Linked DNA regions of Arachis hypogaea: region 1 is linked to region 2. A link is a contact called in public Hi-C data. All regions are on one chromosome and are shown on one strand. Each heading gives the region's core, a stretch centred on a gene start, on an enhancer-like site or on the middle of the called end of the contact. The rest is flanking DNA. Distances are from core to core; before and after follow the strand shown.

Evidence for each region. Hi-C and Micro-C count contacts between places; a contact is called where the count stands out from the background.
Region 1: a contact with region 2 is called in a Hi-C map of leaf, with 6 times the contacts expected there. The contact joins the promoter of LOC112797624 here to the promoter of LOC112797620 in region 2. A contact is called at or near these places in 3 of 8 Hi-C or Micro-C datasets (leaf and an unstated tissue).

The regions. Positions count from the first base shown.
Region 1 is chr4:120,281,436-120,287,834 of arahy.Tifrunner.gnm2.J5K5, reverse strand. It overlaps LOC112797624 (acyl-coenzyme A thioesterase 2, chloroplastic), which reads left to right and starts at 3,339. Exons shown (of 5, transcript XM_025840658.2): 1 at 3,339-3,812; 2 at 4,570-4,747; 3 at 5,281-5,747; 4 at 5,882-6,010; 5 at 6,137-6,399. The coding sequence starts at 3,396. The coding sequence ends at 6,298.
Region 2 is chr4:120,072,179-120,078,138 of arahy.Tifrunner.gnm2.J5K5, reverse strand. LOC112797620 (rhodanese-like domain-containing protein 4A, chloroplastic) reads right to left here and starts at 1,778. Exons shown (of 4, transcript XM_025840654.3): 1 at 940-1,778; 2 at 1-57. The coding sequence starts at 1,643. It overlaps LOC112797619 (TPR repeat-containing protein ZIP4), which reads right to left. Exons shown (of 5, transcript XM_025840652.3): 1 at 4,800-5,960; 2 at 4,062-4,251; 3 at 3,919-3,951; 4 at 2,874-3,488; 5 at 1,839-2,721. The coding sequence ends at 2,101.

The DNA.
Region 1 (6,399 bases), core at 2,090-4,589, 210 kb before region 2:
AAGGGTCCGACATCCAATATAATTATAGCTCGATTCAAATCTAATAAATAAATTCAGTATATATTTCGAATCAAATCTGATTCACATCAAATTCGACTTTAGCAAACCATGTGCACCCTATACCATAGTACCATGTAATAACAAGTTAACAAGTAGTATGACAAAACTAACAACTAAACAAGCCTTCAATGAAACTAATTAAAAACTCAGTTCAATATTGTCCCGTAATCCCATCGAGTGGTTAGTTAGACCTGTGTTCCTACCTCTTGCTTCTATCTTTGGGACAATTTTAATTTAATCCAAAAATTAGTTTAGGAAGTCACAGATGTTTTTTATTTATAAACTAGTATTTTTATCCATAATAATATTATGCAAATATAAATCTTTTAAAATTATGTCGATTTTATCCTGATATTATAAATTATGCTACAAAAGATTTATAAAAAAGTCGTAGAAAACAAAAATTTTTGTCGTCTAAGAAGACTAAGTCTCGGTAGATAAAAAAATAAATAATAAGATTTTTAGTTATTATTTTTATGTGAAGAATTTAATTTTTTACTAATAATTAATTTTAACATTCGTTATCTAAAATTTGAAAGAATTTAACATGTATACTTTTATATTTGATTATGTGTTAAGTCTCTTTCACAAATAAAAATAATTAATTTTTATGCTTGCTATTTAAAAATAATATTTTTTCTCTCTATATATAAAAATATAATTAGATATTAATATAAAGATATTTATATTGTTAGTTATAAAATTAATTCAAAATTAATTTTTTTATACAATTAAATCTTGATTCTAACTTTTAATCACAATATTAGTATTTTCTCCAAATTATATGTAATAAATATTTGAAGGAAGAAAAATGAAAATATAGATTAGAAAGATAAGCGGTAAAAAAAATTAAAACTAAATAAAAACTATAATAATAATAATAATAATTTTTATTTGAATTATATTATTTTGTTAATTTTATTTTTTTAGAATAGAAAGGTAGAAAAAAATAGAGAATGAGAGAAAAAAGAGAAAAAGATAAAGAAGAAGAATGAAGGAGAAAATTTGTTAATTTTAGAAGAAAAAATTTTATTTTAATTGTAATGAAAAATATCTGGTGACATATTTTAATTTGTCTAATTACTAATATAAAATATAAAATATAAAATATACATTATATATAGAAGGAGAAGAATAAAGAGAAATAGAAAAAGAGAGAGTAGTAGATAAGAGAATGCAGGAAGAAAATTATAAATTTTGGAAGAAAATATTTCTTTTCATTTTTAATAAGAGAATGTCATGTAACATATTTTTGTTATTAAATTAATTAATAATATATAATATATATTATAGTTATATTTCAATTTCAATATTTTAATTGTGTTTCAGCTCGGTCCAATAAGGGTCAGGATCTACTTACGGACCATCGATCCAACGAGTATTTGATTGCATGTAAAGATGACCCCGCGTATCACCTCATACCCGACTGAGAAGACCTGGATAGTTGACAAAACCTTCAATGCAGACAGGTTCAAGAGAAAAGGCCCACCCGAGTACAGAGTATAAATAGGAAGGGACTACCCCTCCTCAGAGGTACATCACTCTTGCCTTAATTAGCTGCCGCATTGTACGAACACTTACTTTAGCATCGGAGTGTCCTTACAGGTGGCCCCTACCCGCCGATCTGCCGATAATCAGGATAACACTTCCTCTCGTGGAGCTTGCACCTAAGTCTAGATTCCCCTCCTTTCAACCCGTTGCTCACAACCCATCTTCCATCCGATTCACCTTTCCAACGAGCAACCGAACAAATTATAATTATAATATAATTAGAGAATGTTATGCCACACATTTGATCGTCAAATTTATAATTAGTTATTGATAATGATATATAAAAGGGATATAGTAGGTAAAAGAACGAGAGATAGACAAAGGAAGAGGAAAAAGGAAAAAACTCTTTAATTTTGGAGTGAAAAATTTAATTTTAATTGCAATAAAAGAGTGATATATGACACATTTTAGTTGTAAAATTAGTAATATATAATAGATTTTTTAAGTCATATTTTTTAAGGCATATATAATTGAGCTTAATTTTAATATTATAATAGTTTAAAATATTTTATATAATCATACAATTATATCTAATTTTTTAGATAACCATTCACGTAATTAATGTAAAAAGAAATTCTTTTTATTGATGTATCGTTATATGATTAGATACAAATATAAAATTACTTTATACTGATAGTGTATTAAAATTAAATTTTATAAAATTTATAAGTTTCTTTTATTTTGATATATAGTATAAAATGATTTTATATGATCATCTAATTTTATTCATTTATTTAAATAAATATTAAAAATAATTATTTTTACTAATACGACATTATTATATATTTAGATACACATATAAAATTATTTTTATATTGACGTGTATAAAACTAAATTTGGTTTACAATAATATGTTTACTGTTAAATAACAATGAAGTACGTAATATTTCGATACAATTCATAAACATTTAATTAGAAAAATAATTAAACATATAAAAGATGAAATGTTTAATGATACAATTTTTTAAAAGTTTTTAATTTATTAAAAAAATTAATAATTAAATTAGTTCTTAAAAGATGTGTTATTTTTTAAATTAATTTTTAAAAAATTTTATCTTCAAAGATTATAAATTAATTACATTTATTCTTTTGTCATTTCATTAATAATTATTATCAATAATTTATTATGTAAAATGTTACTAACATTATATATGACACCTAATATATTTAATTTAATATTAAACAGATATATTTATAAAAATTTATTAGTTTAGTCTTAAAATTATATTGAGATTAAGATTGATGTAGTTGAAAAAATAGACTAAAATAATAGATTTTAATAAATATATATATATATATATATATGATATGTTAAGTATTGTTATTACTGTTAATTAATATTTTATATCATTAATTATTGACAATAAATAATTAAATATAATTAATTTATAATTTAAAAAATTATTTTAATTAATAAATCATTTATGAACAAATTTTAAAAAAAATTCATCTTTCATAAACTAATTAACTATTAATCTTTATTTAAAATTTTAATATCAAAATTTTAATTAACTTTAATATTGAATTATATTATAATAAAAAATCACATACAATTATTTTTATATAAAATTAATAATTAAAAATTATTAAATAATAATTTAATCAAATTATTTAACAATTATTAACCTCAATATTGTATTCACACCGCAATGAAACCGTTACTGCCAACACCGTTGGCTGATTAGGTAAACCAACATAAAGAATAAGTGAAAAGTCAAAGTCAAAGTAAAAGGAGTATATATAGATTTGTGAACGAAAAAAAGAAGAAGAAACTCGAGAACACAATGGACTTGAACAATTCTCCTTCTTCCAATAACACCAACACCTACATCACAATCCCCGTTAATGGAACAATCCCTGTTTTCACCACCGCCCCTTTTGACAACAACACCACTCCTCCCTCCACCGCCGCCGACCGCAAACCCATCGCATTATGGCCCGGTATGTACCATTCTCCGGTCACCACCGCACTCTGGGAAGCAAGGACCAAGATCTTCGAGAGGCTTCTCGACCCACCTAGGGACGCGCCACCGCAGGGCGCGTTGCTCACTAAGAAACCGTCGCAGAGCAGGACCAGCATCATCTACAATTTCTCCTCCGATTTCGTCCTCAGAGAGCAGTATAGGGACCCTTGGAATGAGGTCAGGATTGGAAAGTTGTTAGAGGATCTTGATGCCTTAGCTGGAACCATTTCTGTCAAGGTGTGAATTCTGAATTATGATCACATTTCAATAAGAAAGTTTTGATTTTTGAAGGTTTTTTAGGGATTTGTTATGTGGGTGTTGCTTCAATTGGAACATACTTTTTACTAGGAATTTCAAGTATTAGAGAGAATTCAGAACCAGAAATTCGGGTAAATTGGAGAAGCAATGTAATTTTGGGTTGTAATGTGGTTGTAAGGTGAAGTTTAGAGGGTATGTGGTGAGGGGCTGAAAATCAAACTAAGTTCTACTTTGATGATAACCATTTTCGCTACCTAGAAAGATTGAAACTTTGCCACAATTTAATTTTCAGAATGCATTGACATAATCTCATAAGTTTTGCTTATTCCATGAATAAGTACATCATACCACTTCATTTTGTCTAGTGACTACCATGATTTCTTAGAACTTTTTATTACGATTACTCAGCAATTCTTTTAGTGTTTTCGGAATGATAATCTGGGTTGTCCTTGTAATAAGATTATTTGATCAATTGAGGATGGATACGATGATGTTCTTGGACTTGGAATTTTGGTTGTACTTTGATTATTTTCATTTTTGTGGTTAGTGATTTGTTGTGTAGTAGGTCAAATGTAGTTTGATTCTTAAATTCAATAAATTTAACAATGGGAAAAGTACTGAATATTTTTCGGTTTTCTTGCAATGAGCTTGGTGTGGTACACTAGCACTCTTCTGTTATTTTAATTAAATTGTATTCACTGTCAATTTTAATGAGTTCTATTTGTTTGTGGAATAGCACTGTTCTGATGAAGCTAGCACAACAAGGCCACTTATAGTTGTCACTGCATCTGTTGACAAGATTGTGTTAAAGAGGCCAATTAGTGTTGACAATGATCTTAAAATAGTTGGTTCTGTTATATGGGTTGGGAGGTCCTCAATAGAGATTCAACTAGAGGTTACTCAATGCAAAGAAGGTACATCTTTAATTGTAGGGATCACAGATTAATCCTTGACAATTTGAGTAACTGAGGTGTCCAAATTAAACTTAGCTTCTCAATCTCCTGTTGCTTCTCATGACAGCCTTCATGATTTGCATAAACCTTAAAAAACAAATGTGATTCTCTTGCAAACAACAATAATTTCTGGTGGTGTCCTACAAATCTTTATAGTGGAGAGTAATCACATTTTCATTTTTTTTTATTTTCACTTTTTCCCTTTATTCTCATTGTTTTCTTTTTCATATTAAGGGTGTGTTTGTTTTGCCTTTTTCCACAAAATAACTTTGTTACTAAATAAACCAGTTTTCACATATAGGATAAAATTTAAAAAGAAATCAGTTTCCAACCTTTTTGTAGAAGCTGAAAATTGTAATTTCTCAAAAGAAAAAATAGTTTTCAGCTTTTTCAATTATATAGAAGGTTTTGGTTGGTAAAATAACTTATTTTAGAAGTTGAAACAAACACGCCCTAAATCACAGTCAACTTATGCACTATCAAAATATGTGTAGATGGCAGTGCCTCAGACTCAGTAGCACTGACAGCCAACTTCATATTTGTTGCTCGAGACTCAATAACCGGGAAGGCTGCTCCGGTTAATCGTCTCTCGCCTGAAACAGAACACGAAAAACTTCTTTATGAGCAAGCTGAAGCAAGAAATAATCTGAAGAAGAGGAAAAGAGGAGGGGAGAAAAGGGACTTTGAGAATGGGGAAGCAAATAGACTTCAGGCCTTGCTGGCTGAGGGAAGAATTTTCTGTGACATGCCAGCCTTAGCTGATCGAGACAGCATTCTTCTGAGGGATACCAGCCTTGAGAATGCTCTAATATGCCAGCCACAGCAAAGGAACATCCATGGTCGAATATTCGGAGGTTTCTTGATGCATCGTGCATTTGAGTTGGCTTTCTCAACAGCGTATGCCTTTGCTGGATTAGTTCCTTGCTTTCTTGAAGTTGACCATGTTGATTTCCTCAGACCAGTGAGTATCCCCCCCCCCCCCCCCCCTTTCTCTCTCCGGGGAAAAGAAAAGGAAAAACTATAAAAAAAAATATATGCTTGATATAATAAATTGGTCTATATCATGTGTCTTAAAGAAAAGAAAATGTTGCACAGGTTGACGTAGGGGATTTCTTGCGTCTCAAGTCGTGTGTTCTCTACACCGAAGTTCATGATCCGGATCAGCCGCTTATCAATGTCGAAGTTGTAGCTCATGTCACAAGACCAGAGCTGCGATCTAGTGAGGTTAGTTTCATCACTATCCTGCACATAGTACAATCAATAATCATTGCTCAGATGCTCTTTCGTTCTTGCCACTTCCAAGTTATCAGATTGTTAAAACCTTCTGTGTTCGTCATTGTGTAAATGCAGGTATCAAACACTTTCCATTTCACTTTCACAGTACGCCCTGAAGCAAAGGCAAAGAAAAACGGATTTAAACTTAGAAATGTGGTGCCAGCAACAGAGGAAGAAGCTCGCCGAATATTAGAGCGCATAGATGCTGACAACTTGAATGAGTACTTCAGAACATAAGAAGAGAAACAGCAAGTAGCTGGTAGAGGGCAATGCATGCATATACTAAGAAATATATTCCCCTAAATGTAACCTGCTGAAGTTCAATTATTAGCTCTTAT
Region 2 (5,960 bases), core at 529-3,028:
TCTTTGAAGCCATTCTTGAATAGCAACTCAGCAGCTTTCAATGAATTACCGTCAAAACTACCTTCCACTCAAAAAAGAGAGAAATGAGAAAAGTTTGCTAACATGTATTATATAATGTAGGGTAAAAGAAATGAAAATACTCTAGTCAACAAAGTGACTTATATAATCTTAGTTAAGAATCTTTCCGTAAACAGATTTTTATTTATTTTTATTCTTTTCCAATCCTTGATTTGAAATGTAAAATGTGAAGGAGAAGACAATATAACAGAAATAGCAAACCAAATCTATGATTAAAACAGATCATCAGCTTATTGCTGCACTTGAATTTTGCAGCACTTTCCAAGCAAGATAACCAGAGTTTGAATCAATCAACTATGCATTCATTCACAATAACATATTGAAAGATGAAAAAGAGAAATTTGAGAAATCAAGTTAAAGGATACAAGCTATTATTAACTGCAAACTCCACACAGCTACATTGATGTTATAATGTCCAGTTATAAATTATGTTTAGAAAATTGGATTTTATCATGCAAAGTCAACAAAAAGGTTGTGTCACGTTAAAATAAAATCATTCTGAGACTTGAGAGAACAGTGATTAGATAACTGGAGTTTTATTCTCCAAATTATATCCAAATTCGCCAAAACACACAATAGAAGCCACAGAGGGGTGTATCTTATACAAAATATAAAATGAAAATCTGCACCAAAATTTATTATATCCCTAAATGACGAAGAAAAGAAAAATGAAAACAAAATGTTAATTTATTATTTAAACATCTTCGGTAGCTAAACATATTAAGCATATCTTATATCTACTCACTAGTGTCATCCATTCCTGTAAATGCCAAATGAAAAAAAAAATCTTAATATCTTGATCACACAGATTGTACGTGATACAGAATTCAATTTGAATTACTTTTCTATGAACCCTGTTACCTGTCCAAAACACAGAGAACAGTGTTTGGAGGTTCCTTGAATCTCCCCAATACCTTCTTCACAAACCCATCTTCGTTTCCCTCTGTGAACTCAACCTTCACCGCTTCCTTATTCAACAGTTTCAAGTTGGGGGACCCCAAAAACTTCACATTCTTTCTGTCCCTGATATCCAAGAGCTGCGAATCAGGGTCATCCCTGAGTTTCCTGAAAGCATCAATGGCCGACACAAACTTGTACTTCCTGAAATACTCTTGTGCAATTGGTATAACAACAAGCCAAATGAAGGTAACCCCAGCAACAAAAAATGGGTATCTGTTGAAGAAATTATCAATGGAGACCAGAATTTCTTCCAAGTTGATTTTGCCTGCATCTGACTCAACTAAAGGGGATGATGCTGCAGCTTCATCAGCAAGGGATGGAAGAGAAGCAAAGAGGTCAATCACAGTTAATGAAAAGCAAGATTTTGATAAGAGATTTTGGGGAAAGAGAAGGTTTTGAAGTGAGCTAGGAGAATGGGTTTGGAGTGTGGAAAATGATATATTCTTGCAGGGTTGAGGAGAAGATGTAGAGGATTGGGGTGAAGAGTGTGGTGTGTGATGGTTTGAGAGTAAAGAGGAGGCTTTGAAGGTGGGGAATTTCTGGGTTTTAGGGTGGTTTTTGTTGAAGAGTGGATAAGAGGAGAGGAATAGAGATGGTGAATCCATGACAAGGGAGAGAAATTACATACACAAGGATAGAGATAGGGCTTACTTTATGTGTATCTTATCTATGTTATGTACATAAAATATATGTCCTGTACTTGAACACATTATTTTATTCTATTCAAAACTCCTTTCTATATCCGGAATTCCAGATGGGATTTTATAATTTAATTTAAAATAAAAAATACAAAAAAAATCTAGACAAAACATAATTATTACGATTTTGATGTTTATTATCTGTGTAAGAGTATAAAAGTATTGGAAGGTTATCAGGTGTACCAGGAATAGAATTCTAGTTAGATTCTATTTATAAATCTTACGGAACACACAAAGCATAAACACCAGCTATTTTTTAATTTATACACTCCTATTCTATTAGTCCTATATCACTTCCTTCCTGTGCAAGATGTATATAGAGTTTTTTCAATTGTCAGAAACTGGATTTTAGATTCATTCCATATCAAGGTTTCTTTTCCAATGTTCCAAGGAGATCTTCCATGCATGCTTTGTAAGCATCCATCCCCGAAACATGCTTTGCAATGTCTAAGCCAACAGTCATCCATTTCTTGCCCAATTCAATCTGACCCAACCGCACTGGCACTGCTGCTCGGTTCCATGCAGTCATAGCTAGCCATTTTCCTTCTTCAACTGGATACTCATCTTCCTTCAAACCAACCATTATCCGGTATGCTTGCTTGTACATGCCATACACAAGATCATCGTCTGTATCGCCCTTGTGAATGCTGGCAATGGCTATAAGCTTGCGAACAACAAGGGCAACGTTTTGATAATCTGGAGTTGGTGATGAAAGGAAAGATGAGAGGCACTCATTTAGAGCAAAGGTGGCTACTTCATGATTCGACCGCACACCCTGGGAGGCATAGAGGCCTATCTGAAGGAGGTGGTGGGGTTTGCAGGCCTTTGACTTGGCGAAACTTCTTACACTGAGGAGTTGTGAACCTAAATCATTCAGCCTGCCTTGTATGTCATAAGCACAGAAAGTGTATATGAAAAAAAGTTCAGGATCAATGGTATCTTGATCATCGCTGAGTGAGTTCCCAGCTGTAATTGACTTCAGCATCTGCATACACAACAGAGAAACAAGACAATATTCAACAGGATTCCAAGTTAAAACAAAACCAAAAACTAAATACTCTCCAATGTCTACTTATTAACATAGTACACTTAATGAAAAATAAAAAATAAAAAATAAAAACCCCTCAAATTTCATACCTGCCCGGCTCTTTCTAGCAATTGCACAACTCGCTTGACTTCATTTTCTGACATAGCAGCCTCCCTTTGAAATTCTAAAGCTACCATTGATGATACAGAAAGTACCAGTGACTTACAAACCATGATATTGTTCTCAGTGGACCCTTCAAGTAGGGCATAAAAATCTGATGCCAATCTTAAGAACTCAGCAGATAAGTCATAGTTCTTATCCTTCCCTGTTTTTGAACCAAGGTTCCAGGAAGTCACAGCAAACCAATTCCGTTCCCGTCTTCCAACCTCTTCTTTTCCAAAGAAACAATCAGGACCAAGATCAGATGCCCGGGTATGAGCGTGTTTTAAGAATTTGAGGACTTGTTGCTCATTGCCTGGTTCTTGAGAGAGGACTGTTACCAAGGTGCGAAGGACTGTTACTTCTGTTGTTGGCATGGACTTCCCTGAAGTGTATAAATTTAGCATACTTGATAAAGAAGCAACAGCAACAGGAAGAGCATGGCAAGCAACAGCTTCATGGGATGAAAGTGACAGAAAATCTGGTTGAAAGTCAAGGCATGCAGTCATCGCTTCGATTTGAGCAATAGCACCTTGGTGGTCATTCTTCTGGAGATAAATTTTGAACTGACTTGAACAAATGAACGCTACTGTAAGCTATCATTTCATATCAATCAAGAGTGTTATCCTAATGAAAAGAAAATGGGTTGGTCTTAAAGTCGTGTGATCAACCTAAAGAATAACATGGGAAATCGACCTATCAGTAAACTTTATGAATTTTCTGCTACTATAGACCTCCTATATCAATATGGTGCCTTGCTAAGGTCACAAGTTAAATGATTCTACTTTCTAGACAGGGAAAGCTTTTAAATTTTGATTATATTTAATGCATTGGACACTTAAGCTTTTAGTTTTTTAATATAAACTTCCCATTATTAAATCATTAAATATTTGTATGGTTAGATAAATTCAACATAAATATTTGTATGATTAGATATTGAAACCCCTATATGTATGAGAGAGAGAGAGAGAGAGAGAGAGAGAGAGAGTTCGGCACCTTAAGAAAAGCACAAACAACGTTGGGCTCAAGCTGCAGAAATTGAAAATTATGAATAATATATCAGGGTTTCATAGGTAGGTAAAACTCAGATTAATAAATTCAACATTCTCATTGTCGTTAGTCCGTGACTCATGTAATACCTTTTCAGCCTCATTTATGTATTCTTGAGCACGATCAAGCCGCATGAGACCAAGGTAGCAGAGACACAAAACTCTAAAGCCTTTGGCTCGAAGTATTCTGTTCTCTGTATCATACGGAATATACAGCATTGATTTTTCAAAGAGTTCTGCACTTGTCTCATAATCTTTTGATTGAAAATTATCAGCAGCACTGTCGATCACATAAAAATTTGAAATGATAAAACTGCTGACGACTAACAAATCCAACTACTTCTGAGTTTGAAGTTCAACAGTTTAAGACACACCCCACCTTATCACACTGCTCCGACAAATCATGTCAGCTAGAAATTCTATGCCAGACCCATAATGAGTTTCATTTATTACTTCTGGAATGATGACGAGTCCTTCTAGTTCAATTTATCAAATAACCATCTAGTTTATCATCCATTAATCTTAAATAAAGGAAACTTTCTTATAGAACAAATCTAATAGTTCATATATAATAGCACTCATGATAAAGTTCATAGAATCCGAAACAGTTGACTGTACGTTGAGGGGAAAAACAAAATGTTCACAGTTTTATGGAGTATGAATCGTCGTTATATTTGCATCTCATGTAAAAATGTCTTAAGCCCTAAACTCTACACAAAAAAAGTATGCCTGAATTCAATAAAACATTAATGTGTCATACTCAAATTGTTTGCAGCTTTGCAACAAGAAGAAACAATTAGCAAATCGATCAATGAATTATTATTATACCAATTCCATAGAATCGCATGCATTGCCACTTTATCCTTATCAGCTTCCTTCCCAGCAAAGAGTGCCACCACCCTTTCATCAGACACCAGCTCAGCAACCACCTTAGCCCTCACCCTACCCCCTTCACCACCACCATTTCCAGCCACCCTATGTGCCACCCGCACCGCTGCGCTGGCACTAACATGGCACCTACCTAACAGCCCCAAGAACACCCCTTTCGCCGTCTCTGCCCCTGCAGTTCCCGCCGCAGCAAAATAGGCCTCCACGGCTGAAACCCAAACCCCTTCCGGAATCCCCTTATCAATCACCATCCCCCTCAGCTCCCTCTCCGCTTCTCCGTGCCTCCCCAACCCTAACCAAGCCTTCATAGCCAAAACCGAAATGCTAGGGTGATCATCACCGCCATCATTGGAATCTCTCAGAACCTTTACACACTTAATCACACTCTCAAACTCTTCTTTTTGCAAATGAATCGCCGCAATGAACCTCAAAGCCTTATACCTCAACCCTCTCAGTTCCAATTTCTCTTCCCGTGTTCTCGCCGCACACAATCCCTTCTCCAAAACCTCCAACGCCTCGTTCATCAGCTTCAACGCTTCGCCCAAACCGTTATAACCGCTTTCTTTCTCTTCTTCGTTGCTTCTCGAGAGCGATTGCTTCCCAAACTCCATGCACTGCTTCGCGAGCTCGATGTAGTGAGTGCAGGAACCGAAGAGCAAGCTTTTGCTTCGATTCAGAAGCGCAACCGCGAGATTCAGGTCCCGAATCTCCCACGCGGTTCGGGAACGAGCGAGGTTAAGATCTAGGAGCAGTTTTCGCTCTCCGGCGTCGGAGATCGAAGAGACGTCGAGCTTCGAGAGAAGATCCGTAGCTCTCTCGAAGCATTTGGAGGCGAGGTCGAACCTTCGGAGGTTGTGCCAGATCAGGCCGGTTTTATGGTAGAACGAGGCCGTCTTTATCGCCGGAGAAGGGACGCCGGATACGTCGCCGGCGATGAAAAGGAAGTCAGCTGCTATGTGCCGGAGTTCGGCATGGTTTTCTGAGGCGGATGAGCGGATGGTGGCGGCGGCGGTGTTGGAGATGTCGACGCAAGCGTTCCAGAGGCGGTAGCTGAGCTTCCAGATCTGGAGCACGAGGGAGTTGGGAAACGGAGCGAATTGA